2 separate regions of the Mus musculus genome follow, and region 1 is linked to region 2. A link is a contact called in public promoter capture Hi-C data. All regions are on one chromosome and are shown on one strand. The core of a region is the stretch at or near the end of the contact, and the rest is flanking DNA. Distances in the headings are between cores, read along the strand shown.

What was found. Capture Hi-C pulls out chosen DNA fragments and counts their contacts.
Region 1: a promoter capture Hi-C map of liver shows a contact between it and region 2, with 2.1 times the contacts expected there. The contact joins the promoter of Git1 here to the promoter of Gemin4 in region 2. A contact is called at or near these places in 1 of 39 promoter capture datasets (liver) and 1 of 9 other capture datasets (liver).

The regions. Positions count from the first base shown.
Region 1 is chr11:77,489,295-77,495,419 of GRCm38.p6, forward strand. Git1 (GIT ArfGAP 1) reads left to right here and starts at 4,118. Exons shown (of 20, transcript NM_001004144.1): 1 at 4,118-4,340. The coding sequence starts at 4,289. Ankrd13b (ankyrin repeat domain 13b) reads right to left here and starts at 748. Exons shown (of 15, transcript NM_001373882.1): 1 at 145-748. The coding sequence starts at 258.
Region 2 is chr11:76,212,611-76,218,868 of GRCm38.p6, forward strand. Gemin4 (gem nuclear organelle associated protein 4) reads right to left here and starts at 4,962. Exons shown (of 2, transcript NM_177367.3): 1 at 4,868-4,962; 2 at 1-1,313. The coding sequence starts at 4,877. Dbil5 (diazepam binding inhibitor-like 5) reads left to right here and starts at 5,003. Exons shown (of 2, transcript NM_021294.2): 1 at 5,003-5,138; 2 at 5,617-6,055. The coding sequence starts at 5,662. The coding sequence ends at 5,925. It overlaps LOC108167850 (a long non-coding RNA gene), which reads left to right and starts at 1,241. Exons shown (of 2, transcript XR_001780094.1): 1 at 1,241-1,333; 2 at 1,646-2,100.

The DNA of each region.
Region 1 (6,125 bases), core at 2,868-5,367, 1.3 Mb after region 2:
CCACTTCAGGTCAACGAGCACAAAAGCCGCAGCTGCAAACAAAGAAGCGCTGCAAACTAGCCGGGGAGGCGGGACAGGCGGCGCCGCGCCCCCTCCCCACGCCGCGCGGGCGTGCGGGGCCATGGTCCCCGACGGCGCTCCTACCTGGCCGGCGCGGACCTCCTTCTCCAGCTCCCGGTGGCGGTTGTGCCACACGAGGTAGTGCAGCGGGTACTTGCCCTCGGGCCCCTTCCTGGCGGAGGCGTTGGCGGGGATCATCGCCCGCTCCTCATGCCGGGGCCGCGGCGCCCGGCCCGCGGGGAGGGACGGCGCGGGAGCCCGGGCCCGGGGCCGCGGGGCGGACGGCCGGAGCTGTCTGCTCGCGGGGCTGCGGCTCGGGCATGTGCGAGCGGCGGCGGCGGCGGCGGGCGGGGGCGGCGCGCCCGGCGTGGTGCGGGCGGCGGGCGTCCTCGGGAGGCGGCGGCGGGAGGCGCGGAGCAGCCCCCACCCGCCCTGGGAGGGAGCGGGCACTCGGCGGCACGCGGCCTCGCGCCTCCCCTCCCACACCCCCGCACACAAAGACGCCTCTCGGCGGAGGGAGCAGGGACCCGCAGCTGGAGCGGGGGCGCTCGGGGCGCCGGCCCCGGGGTCGCCGCCGCCGCCGCCGCCGCAGGGACGCGCGCCCGCACCCTCCGGCTCCCCTAAGCCGCATAGCCCGGCCCTCAGCCCGAGCGGACGGTGAGGGACAAGCGAATGCGGGGAAGAGAGGAGGGGACCCGGGTGCGCCGTGCTGGGTTAGTTACAGCTTGGCCCCGCAGCATCATGGGGCTTGTAGTCCGCCTGGTAGAACCGTGCGTTTCGGATGACCAGAGATGGTCTGGAACTGATTTCCTGGAAGGGTGGACAGAGAGTCAAACCCGGCCGAAGCGGAGGCCTTACTTGGATGCCAAGTGGGTTGGGGGCGCCTCCACCCTTTGGCATTTTGCCTTTTGCAAGGAAATGGGGGAGGCTTTTAGGGCTGACCTGAAGCGTTGGGTCGGGGGTCTATGGCCTGCAGAAGTGAGCTTGGGTCCCAGGGAGGGTAAAGAGGCATCTAGATTCATAGTGACTAAAGAGTGACCCTAAGAGAGATGCAGGGCATCAGTACCAAGGGTCACTGAAGCAGCCAGGGGTCTGAGAATCGAAATATTTCTCAAATCTTTGCTCTCTCAGAAAATTAAACCCCAGCTTCCACACATCACGTTGGAAAAGAGAATGTCTAATGAGGCGAAGAAGACAGTCTTTCCCCTACATGGCTCAGCAAGAACCAGGATGAGGTTGAGCAAAGACAGCAGCAGGTGGCATTTCCCCACCTCCATCCCATGTGGGTCCCTGCCTAAGGAAAATGACTGAGTCCAGATTGCCTGCTTCCTGAAAGAGCAGAGAGACAAGCGCTTCCACAAGGAGCCCTTGCAGAGAGTGTGGTCAAAGTCAAATTGGCCTCTGTGGCGGCCACCTGCAAATGGTAAAAGGACCAAGATGCCTTGGGAGAGAAAATGTCAAGAGAGTTGTATTTAAATACCGTAACAATTGCTTGATCTTAAACAAATTGCTTATCCTTCAGAGTTTCTCGGCCCACTCACCTCTAAACTGGGATCAGATACTACCTCATGGGATGAGCTAAGGGTATGAACTGCCTGAAAACGGCCCCTCTCTCCTTCAACCAGCCTGAGACAGGTGGTAGGAGCGAACATGTTGCCTTCCTCGAGCCCACCTCAAGGCAGAAATAAGGAATTCCTGGCCAACCCGATTTAGAACAACAATCTAGAGAGTGTTTGTGTGGGAAGCGACAGCAAAAGCTTGCAAACTCCTTGCGCCCTTCTTGGGTTTCTTTGTGTGTTCTTCTCTCCTGCTTCCTGCACACCCAGTGGTGCCAGGCCCGGGAGGACTGAGTAGACTGCCTCGCCCCTTTCTGCAGCCTGGGAGGAGCCGGTAGGCGTCTCTGCAGCCCAGAGCCGCAGCCCACCTCCACCGCCAGGGGTCAGCAGAGTGTCGTGATTGCAGCCCGAGTTGAGGAGGGGGCTAGAGAAAGGAGGGGCAACTAGGAGAGGCCGCGAGAATGCCTGTACAATTCCTCATTAAATCGTTTTCAAAACCTTGTGTATGATTCCATTTGAGCTGTTCAGTTCCTGGGATGATGACATCTTCGGGGAAGCCAGAAACCCTTCTTCCCCCATCTTCAAGCTCTAAAGCTTGGCTGTGGTGAGGTTGGGGGTTCTGCAACAAAGTTTGGACTGTGTGAGCCAGGGTCCCTCCCAGGCAGTCCCTGAGCCAATAGGGAGATAGGGTGGCCGGGGTGGGGGGACGTGAATCATTCTTCCTCTGCACGCCCTGTATTCCAAGAAAGGAGAGAGGCCAGCATGCATTTAGAGGCTAGGTTGCCCTTTTGCCAGATGGCCGGCTATCACACGAAGCCCAGGTCGCTTTCCCTTTGGTCTCAACGCCCTGGCTGCCACGTGCTCCAGACGCGCCCACACAGCGAAGAAACAAAGGCAGCCAAGCGACGGGGCTGCCAGCAGCTGCCTCGACATTTAATAAATGAAATTCCATAGCTGGGGGTCGATCCGGGGTGAACGGGCGGCCACTGCTCCTGGGCTGCGCGCCCAGTTTCAGCTGCTAGACTGCTTCCCACCTCCATTGCTGCGGCCACCAAGCCTACAGACTCTTGGGTATGAGTGCAGCATGGTGTGGCATGACCACCACCCTTTGCTGGCAGAAGCCCCACCTGCTGAGCTACTGGTTGGGGGTGGGGGGTGTCTGCAAGATTTTTTTTTAAGGTGAGATTATAAATATATCCTGTGGATCACAATTTCAAACAAACTTGTCAATCTGGGTTGCAGCAAAAGGCGATGGAACTTTGCGTGTATTTTGGGTGGTGTGACTCATAAGCATTACTTGTCTCCCCCTAGGGAAGGAGCCTGCCCACCCACAAGTCACTGCTGCTCTGGCATTGCTGGGAGAAATAGACCCACTCAGACACCCCTAACCAAGGACTCCCCTCAAACCTCCGTTTTATTACTGAGCAGGAATCCCTAACACCCAGGAATCTCCCTTAACTCTGCCACCGCTGACCTGCCCCTTCCCCTACGAGCGCGCCGCCGCCCCTCACCCCCCCCCCCCCAACCTGGTGTTGTGTGCTTTTGCCCTCTCCATAAGCTGAGTTCTCTGACAGCCCTTTTGCGGCTGTAGGGGTGGGGGCTGGGCACAAACGGGTCACACGTGTATGGGGGAGCATGCTCAGTGTGGGGTGCACCCACGTGCAACATGCACTTTAGTTCCTTGCTCCCCCCACCCCCGTCTCCATGAGAAGTCCAAGAAAAAAAAAATCCTTACAAAAATTGGCTCCTGTTATAAGCATATGCTTAGGATACATACACACCCGTCGGGCAGCCCGGAAACATCGTTGATGTACACGAAACAGATAGCAAGTTATTACTGGTGCACACAACACTCTTAATAATCACCCAGATTCTTTGCTTTCCTATTTGAAACAAGAATGATGTATTTTTAGTCCCACAGAGAGGGAGTCACAGTTAAGTGACCTCTCGGGCACCTGGCCGTCCATATTGGTGGTAGTGAGTGTACACCGCAGGGATATGGCCACAGACCCACCTGGACACACTGACTTGGACACAGGGGACCAGAACACACACCTCACCCCAACCCAGCCTCTGACCGCTAGGAGCATTGTGCCTGGGAATGCTTCCTGTCCACCCCGATCCCCACCACGTCCGTCTCTCGGTTTTTGGGCCGAGCGTCCCCTGGACCACTCCCCAATCGGAAAGTGAAGGTCAAAGTGCTAGCGTGTGTCTCGGTTGCAGACCAGGCGGGCGCGGGCCGCGGCTCCTTTAAGAACCCCCGTCCACTCCCGCCTGCGCGCAGGCTTCCTTTCTCCGAGAGGCTCAGCCACGGAGCTGAGCGGAGCGCCGGGGCGGGGTGCGGGCCGCCCCTCCCCCGGTGGGCAGGGCTTTCACTGCTTCCTGCAGGAGCGGCCTGGGCCGCGCAGGGGGCGGGGAGAGCGGCGAGCGGCGGCGGGGCGGCGCGGGGCGGCGCGGGGCGGCGCGGGGCGGAGGGCGCCCGAGGGCGAGCGGGCGGGCGGGCACGGCGGGTTCCGGGCCAGCCCCGGGGGCGGACGGTTGGCCGCGCGCGCGGAGCCTCGCCGGGGCCTTGCGGGAGCCGGGCCGGGCCGCAGGGCCGCCGCCGCCGCCCGGGCCCGCCGCCCGCGCCCCCCACGCTGGCCCAGAGGGCTGCGGCCGCGTCGCCGCTGAGGATGTCCCGGAAGGGGCCGCGAGCGGAGGTGTGTGCGGACTGCAGCGCTCCGGGTAAGCGGCGGGATCGGGTCGGGGGCGGGACCGCGCCGCAGGCCGCCGCCGGGCGGGCGCCGAGGCCTGGCGGGAGCGCTGTGCCGGGCCGGAGGGCGGGGCGGGGGCCACTGCGGAGCGGCGTCCTTGGCGGGAGGGCCGGCTGCGGGGGGCGCTGTGCGTTGGAGCCGGTGAACGGGAGGGAACCGCCTCCCACCTCCATCGCGGCATCCAGACGGAAGCGCCAGCCTGGTGTGGCAGGAGGGCTGTGGCGGAGGCCGGCAGGCTGTGGGAGGTGGGCGCTAGGATGGTTTGTGTCATCCCTGCCACCCCCGCGTCTTGCACCTGCTGCTCACATGGCCCGCGTGCCCGCCGGAGCGGTGGAGGGCAAGGGGCCTGGATACGAGCTCCTAGGGAGCACCTGACAGGGGCAGCTACTCTTAAGACTCCCCGCCCCTGCTTCCCAAGGCTGGGGCTGCTTAGAGGGCCCGGTGTTCAGGAACAATCTAAGCATGGGCATCTTCCCCGGAAGCATCTCCAGGCCTGCTGGTGTCTGGGAACATCTAGACTCAGCTTTTCCTGTTCCGGGTAGGCCTGTTGGAGAAGGTGTGCTAGGTATTGGTTCAGTCTAGACGCCGATCCCTCCTGGTCTCTAGCTCATTGGATAGGAGAAAGCGGTGAGGTTGCTTATGCTCCCCTGGTCCAGCTGACTCCTGAGCGAACTGGACTTACACACTGCTTCCTCCCTACTAACCAGCAGAGTGAGTCGGTCTGAGCTGCTGTGAAAGCCCCCTTGGCTTGCTGAGGAAGTGAAGGGAGGGCAACAACTCACCAGGCTGGTCCCTTCTCTGGGAGGACACAGCCGTTGATGGGACTCAGCAGCTGGCTGGAGGCAGGAAGTTCTGGCCTTTGCCCATCCTCTATAAAAGAAGCTGTGTCTCCATACAGTCTCGGGGTCTTATGGACTCTGGGTAATGAAGATGTGATTAGGTGAGAGTGTGGAGTGCTGATATGCAGGCCCATAACTTGTAGTCACCCCTTAAAATCCCAAGATCTGACCGTGAGCCCAAGGAATGATGGTCCTGTAATTCTCATGATCTAAACTGGAGTACTGGGAGTTGTGGGTAGTTGCAGAGTCATGAACATGGGACACCTTGTAGGTGACTGACCCTGAGACCTCCTTAGGATATGTCACGGTTTGGAGGGTCCTAGAAGATCCGTTTACAGATGGACATCCATACCCCTAGTTAGCTGGAAATGACGACTCCCTTTCCCCGGTTGGCCTTGAATGGATGAGCGGTGTGTCTGTGGAGCCTAGCAGGCCCCATCAGGGGAGCCAGGGTCAGGTAGTAGCTTTGTTTCCAGCTTATTCTATGATGCTTTGCTCACTCTGGGTCTCAGGTGGAACAGAAATGGATTTTGAGGACCCTTGCATTTCCCAGTCTACATTCTTGGTTCTGGAGCAGATAGAGTCTGTGACTGGCTGGCTGCAGCCTCTGGACACCCAGTCGGTGCTGGGAGGAACAGGGTGTGTTAGATGTTAGGCCACTGAGCTCATAGCCCCCATCCTCATGTGACAGAGGCAGGCCTGCCTCAGGATTCTTTTCTTTTCCTCTCTCTGATGCAGAATGCAAATTACTAAGCAGATGGGCAGAGCGTTGACAGTCTTCCTCATTATCCCACCTTAGCACCTAGTGTGTAGTGTAGTGATTGCCACGTGGCAGCCATTCCCCAGGTACAAGTGTTGGTCTTTGTCAGGAGTGCCCTGTGCCACACTGGGTCTGACAGACAATGGCATCCTTGATC
Region 2 (6,258 bases), core at 3,712-6,211:
CAGGCAGGCAACCCACTCGTCTGAAAAGGCCCACTTCTTCTCAGAAGCAAAAATGTAGCACATTTCCATGTGCCGGTCCATCTTCTGCTCAATGATGGCCATGGCAATGGAGGCAGTGATGTCCTCAAGGCCCTTGTCATTCAGCATTCTGCTGGTTTTCCTCAGGAAGTCCCTGACACACTCAGCCAATTCTGAGACCACCTCCCTCTCCTCCTTGGGCATGTTGGTAGTATCCAGGTAGAGCTCCAAGTTCTGGCTGAAGGAAGTCAGGCTGTCACACAGCCGGTAAGTGTCATAATTTGTTCCCTGACTGCTGTTGAGCATGTCCTGCAGTTCTGCACCCCACTCTTGCAGCAGGTTGTACATAAGCTCAAACCCCATGAAAACAGTCTCGCTGGGGAGTTTGGCCAGTGAGGTGAGACTCACATCTCGCTCTGCCTCCTTTACCTTGTCTGCCAGGGCCTGTCGATGGTATGGGTTCTGGGTGTCCGAGTTCCACACAGAGATCACTGTAGCTAGTTTGTCTAGGTACACGGTGGCCGACACCTCCTGGGTGTCATCCTCCAGAAGTGCAAACACACTCAGCATGTCAGCCAAGTTAGCTAAGGCACAGCACTTCATTCCAAGGGACAGGATTCTCTTTTGGATCTGCTTCAGCCCGTTAAGCAACATGGCCAAAAGAGGCATGGTGGGACCCACATCTGGGTCAGACTTAAACCTCTTTGGAGGATGGGAAAACTCATCTGAGGATGGCAAGTATTTATGGGCCATCGTCCTGAACTGGGAAAGCAAGGGGTCCTGCTGGTCGCCCTTGTGCTTCATCATTTCCCACCAGACATCTAAGAAGAAGGCCACATCCTTGGAAGATGTGTCAACAGTCATGTGCTCCAGGAAGCTCTGTAGTTCTGAGCGGCCAATGGTGGTAGGCAAGGCCATTAGCAGCTGAATGAAGAGTCCAGAAGCTTCCAGAGACTTGAGCAGCTCAAAAAGGACTGTGTGGTTGATGGTAGGGATCATGTTGCCCACGGAGAAGAATACATCTTCCTGCCACCGAGTATCAGTGTCAGAAGGGCTGACAGGGGAGGGCTGAAGAACCTTGGTCCAGATGATGATCAGTGCTTTCTTCTTCCAGGCAAAGGGCTGGGAATGTGCTGTGGCTGAGGAGATCTCCTTCAAGGCCTCCACAATGGGCTGTCCCACGTGTTCCCAATCAGACTTGGTCAACTGTACCAGGGCTTTGGGGTGGAACAGCTGCTCAGCCATCAAGAAGCCCCCATGCAGAATAGTCATCTCCTCACAGATATTCAAGGGTCCTGCACAGAGAAGCCAAGAGGTAATGAAGTCATCAGATTAGCGAGAAGCTAGGAGAAGGAAACAGCCATCGGATGGCTATCATTTCGGCTACGGTCTTGACATCAATGGGAGGGGAAGGCATGGTTAGTAAGAGCTCACAAAGGGCTGGGGTCAAAAGGTCTTGGCCGAGGAACAAAAAACCAGTTTCTAAGATCTTTGGCCTGGATATCAGGACAATGGCACCTCTGGAAATAGGAGGCAGAGAGGGATTCAGAACAGGCTTTCAAGTGTTTACAAAATTCTATTTTAATAATGTGTTTGTATCTGTGGGGGTTTGTGCATATGAATGCAGCTTCCACAGAGGCCAGAAGAGGATGCTGGGTCCTCTGGAGCTGGACTGAGCCTACTGGTGTGGTTGCTGAGAACTAAACTCTGGACTTCTACAAGAAACATATGTGCTCTTAACTACAGAGTCATCGCTCGTGGCCCCTCAGGACAAGCTTTAAGGGAAGACAAGTTCAGTGCTGTTACCTAGAGTCTGAGGTAGAACATTTAGTGATGTCCTTCAGCAATGGCAATGCGTGAAGGAGAAAAGGCCTGATGTGAGTGTAGGCAGTACCAACTCGGAGAAGTGCATGAAAATCAAGGAAGTGACTAAGATTCCTCAGCAAAGTGTGAAGAGGACAACTGGACTGCTGAGGTTACAGTGAGTAGAGGATAGGGGACAGTGCTACCACATATGCATTAAAGACATGACAGAGGCCAGCAGCATGGCTCATGATTAAAGATATCTGCCACCAAGCTTGATGACCTGAGTTTGAGCCCTAGAACTGATATGGTAACCTCTACAAGCTGTCTTCTGACTGACACTTGTGCACCGTGGTATCCACACATACACACCAAGAATGTAATTAAAAAACAAACAAACAAAAAACCTAAACAAAACTGAGTCCAGTGATGGCAGACTATGGAAGATACAATAGGTAGTCTTTGGGGGATGGGAGGTGCTTATTGTCTTAGTGTTTTTGGTTGTTTCTGAGACAGGGTCTCATTATGAACTGGATAGCTTTGAACTCAGATCTGTCTGCCTCTACATCCTGAGTGCTGAGATCAAAAGCCTGTGCCACCACACTCAGTTAAGCCTGTTTTTGAACTCAGAGCCTTGCATGTAACAGGCAAGCACTCTACCACTGAGCTGTATCCGGAGCCCTGCCTTCCTTCTTTCTAAGCACACTCCTGCTTCAACAAGTTTCAACATTCTGTGCCTTACAGGGAAAAAGTTCACCCAGCAGTTTCTTCCAGTCAAAAAGGACAAGCTGGTGAAGGTTCTGGCTCTGTGGTAGGAACCAGGAAGTGGACAAAACAAATATTACATCAAGACAGCGGTCACTCATTCACTGAGTTAAGAACTGACATTTAAAGGGAGGCCATGTGGGGGTTTAATCAAGATAATGGATTCAAATCCTAACTCAGTTGTTAAAACATGATGTGACTTTACACTTTACTGAGTCTCCCGTCTGCATACATGAGAATATATGTATGCATATATACATGAGACTATAATCTTCATGGTATGGGAACCACATGACACAGGACATACACTAATCACACTTTTGTAACTATTCTGGTATTGTTACCTTTTTGAAGCATCTCCCAGGTATGGAAGAATTGGATGGGTTATATAAGCTATCTTAACCATAATCAGACCATCAAGAGCCTGATTTAAATGCTCAAGTGTTGGCAGGACTAGTCTTGTCAATATTTTGTCTCCTCCAGTGCAGAAACAGACGGGCACAGGTCTTTCCCAAAGTGTATAATCTGGCCTAGAAGCTGAGTGCAACACCTTGTCACGGTCACTGCTAGCTCTCTCCTCAGTCCTCTATGCTCCCAGAAACACATCTGCCCTATTCTCATAGGCCAGAGTCGGCAGCAAAAGTACTGACTCCAGTGAACAGCTGTGGTGGCCTATCCCGTTAGTCCCAGCTCTCTAGTGATGCAGATTTTTATGAGGCAAGCCTGGTCCACGTACTGAGTTTCAGGCTAGCCAAGGCTACATCATGGCTACCATCTCAAACTTCTCCTACCCCCAGGGAAAAAAAAAAATTACTGACACCAGGCAACTAAAAAATCTCCTGGCCACTAACCATTTACTGTCACTGCCTGCCCACCCCAAATCAAGGCTCAGCACTCCCACAAAACCCAGACCTGAAGGCAATCCAGGGTTCTTTCTGTCTCAGGTTGGTCTGCCGGCCCCCGAACACATTTCCTTATAACTGTAAATGACATTTTATTGCATTAGACATCGGCTTAGCAGAGCAAATGTCTGCGGCCAAACATGTGCCTTTCAGAGACTGTGTACATGTGGCTTGAGAAAAGTCCCAGACTCAGCTCATAGCCAGGGGAAACTCAAAGGCTTTTTTTTTTTTTTTTTTTTTTAAATCAGTAGCTGGTGCTAGGAAGTGACTGGTTACTTTGGTAGGCACTGTGCTGGGTGGCATACTTGTATTTTTTTCTGAGATAGGCTCTTGTTATATAGCTGGAACTGGCTTGAAACTATACAGACCAGGTCGGCCTAGAATTTTGAGATCCTCCTGCCTCTGCTTCCAGAGTGCTAGTTAGACATAAGCTACCACACCCAGCTTGACACCTATAAAAATCATGTAATCGTCAAACTAACTTCTTGAGGATTATAACTCCTGTTTTGGAGATGGGAAGCTAGAGGCCCAGGCACAACTTTGCAAGGTGTCTCAACTAGGGAGTCAAGCCTTGGCAGCACTCTTCACAGCTGCAGGGCACGAAACTACCATTCCACACTAAAGAGCTGGCTAGGGACAAAGACATTTCTCCACAGCGTATTATTTGCAAATCTTGGAGTACTTCCCAGGACGGCCTCCTAGTCTTACCCTCTAAAGAGCACACCTAGCAGGGTGGAGAGGGTTGGCAGATGGCCACAGATTTCTATCAACTCCGCCTTACTTCCAGACCTCGCCTAGGAGGATACTCCAAACCAAGCAGCACTCGAATTCGGATTCAAAAAGTGAAATCTCAGGCTGCGCAACTCCTGCTCACAAGAGAGGGGTGGGGGTGGGGTGGTCGCTTTGCGTGAGTCAACGAATGGGGTCCTGTTATGCACGTGGTCGCAAAGAAAACGCCAAGCCTCTGGGAGAAAGACAGTATCAGTATTTTTGCTTTATGCACTAGGCGACCTAATAAGAAACATGTTCACTAACTCGGCAGTCATTTAATAACGAAGAACTCTCCGGACGTCCGTCCCTCCCAGCCCGGCATTTCCGAAACACGTGCAGTAGCCCTGAGCATTTCCAGGAGAATCAAGGCTATATTCGCTCCCGGTTTCCCACTGGGAAGACACTACGAAGGACGGAGGAGGACTCTAGGAGACCGTCATGTGGTGGGGCTACAGGATGGAGGCCGGCCTCGCGACTGCGGGTCCCCCAAAACTCCTCAAGCCCCCAGCCTCCCGAGCACCGTAGGAGCAGTGCAGAGCCTCAGCCTGCCCAGGAGGTGCTTTGGGGGGGTGCGGCCCAGGGGCCGGAGTAGGGAAGTGGGAACCCACCTAGGTCCATGGCGGCGACGCTGGCGGCGGGCTAGACCGCCCCTCCTAGTCCAAGGCCGCGAACGCGTTGCCCGCGCCACGGCACAAAGGGCGGCGCTACAGGCGCGTCACAGGCTCCGCCCACAGCGCTTCTCCGCTTCCGTGCTGTAGTCTGCTAGCCGCTGCCGTTCAAGGCGCACGCGTACTCCTCTCCAACAAGCTCGCAGCGTCGAAGCCACCCTAGCCACAGCGCCCCCTCTCGGCCTAGGCTTCCCAGCCTTCTTAACCACAGGTACTGTTGGCTGTCTCCATGTGGAACCTGACCCCTTCAGGCAAGGAGGTCGAACCCCTTAGTCCAGACCCCTCATTCACCCTCACTCAGGAACCCCGGGCAGCTCTCGCCCCGGATTCACCCACATGGAATAACTTTCCTTCAGCTGTGTACTAACCAGCAGCGGATCCACGGGATTCATCCCCCCCCCCCCCAAGACACACAAAACTCCCTATATGCTTGCTTTTCATGCTGCACTATCTCCTATAGGCAACAGCAGAGTCAACTTTCAGAGCTCATAGGTGCTTTTATAACTTTGAAGGGCAGTCACACTGGAAAAAGCTCTGCGGGGCAGGAGCAATTGAATGGATTCCTGGTCCTCGATTTGTACGTTATTAAACACACAAACGCCCCGTGTTCATCCCACACATTATCTCTTTACCCCTTCTTTCCAAGGCCTAACAATAACATGGTTTGCTTATTTCCAACTTTCTTCTAGTACCCCGCATCACTTAAAAACAGAAGCATTGCCTCTGGTATACCAATGAGCCAAGTGGAGTTTGAAATGGCCTGTGCTTCACTCAAGCAGCTGAAGGGGCCTGTGAGTGATCAGGAGAAACTGCTGGTGTACAGCTTTTACAAACAGGCCACCCAGGGCGACTGTAACATCCCTGTCCCTCCTGCCACAGATGTGAGAGCAAAGGCCAAATATGAGGCCTGGATGGTAAACAAAGGGATGTCCAAGATGGATGCCATGAGGATCTACATTGCTAAAGTGGAAGAGCTGAAGAAAAAGGAGCCATGCTAAGAGCATTTTGGCAGACACAAGGAAGTAGCATGGCTCCACTGGTAGGGGACGGGTTTAAGATTCCTGATGGCTGAAACACACTGAAAGGGTAGCAGCGTTAGCAGAAACACCAATAAATCATTCAAACTGCATGAGAGTGGAGTCTGTGGCAAAAGAGAAACTTTGAGGGTCCTGGAGAAGTATTTAGATGTGTAGAAGCCTCTCTCTGCTGGGTGAAACTCCATTAATCTGCCTTTCTGTGGTCTGACTGGCATTAATAGTCTTCCCAGTTCCACAATGTGTGTGGATATTTGGCAGAAGAGCAAAGAGGTGGGGTGAATCATGCTATTAAAA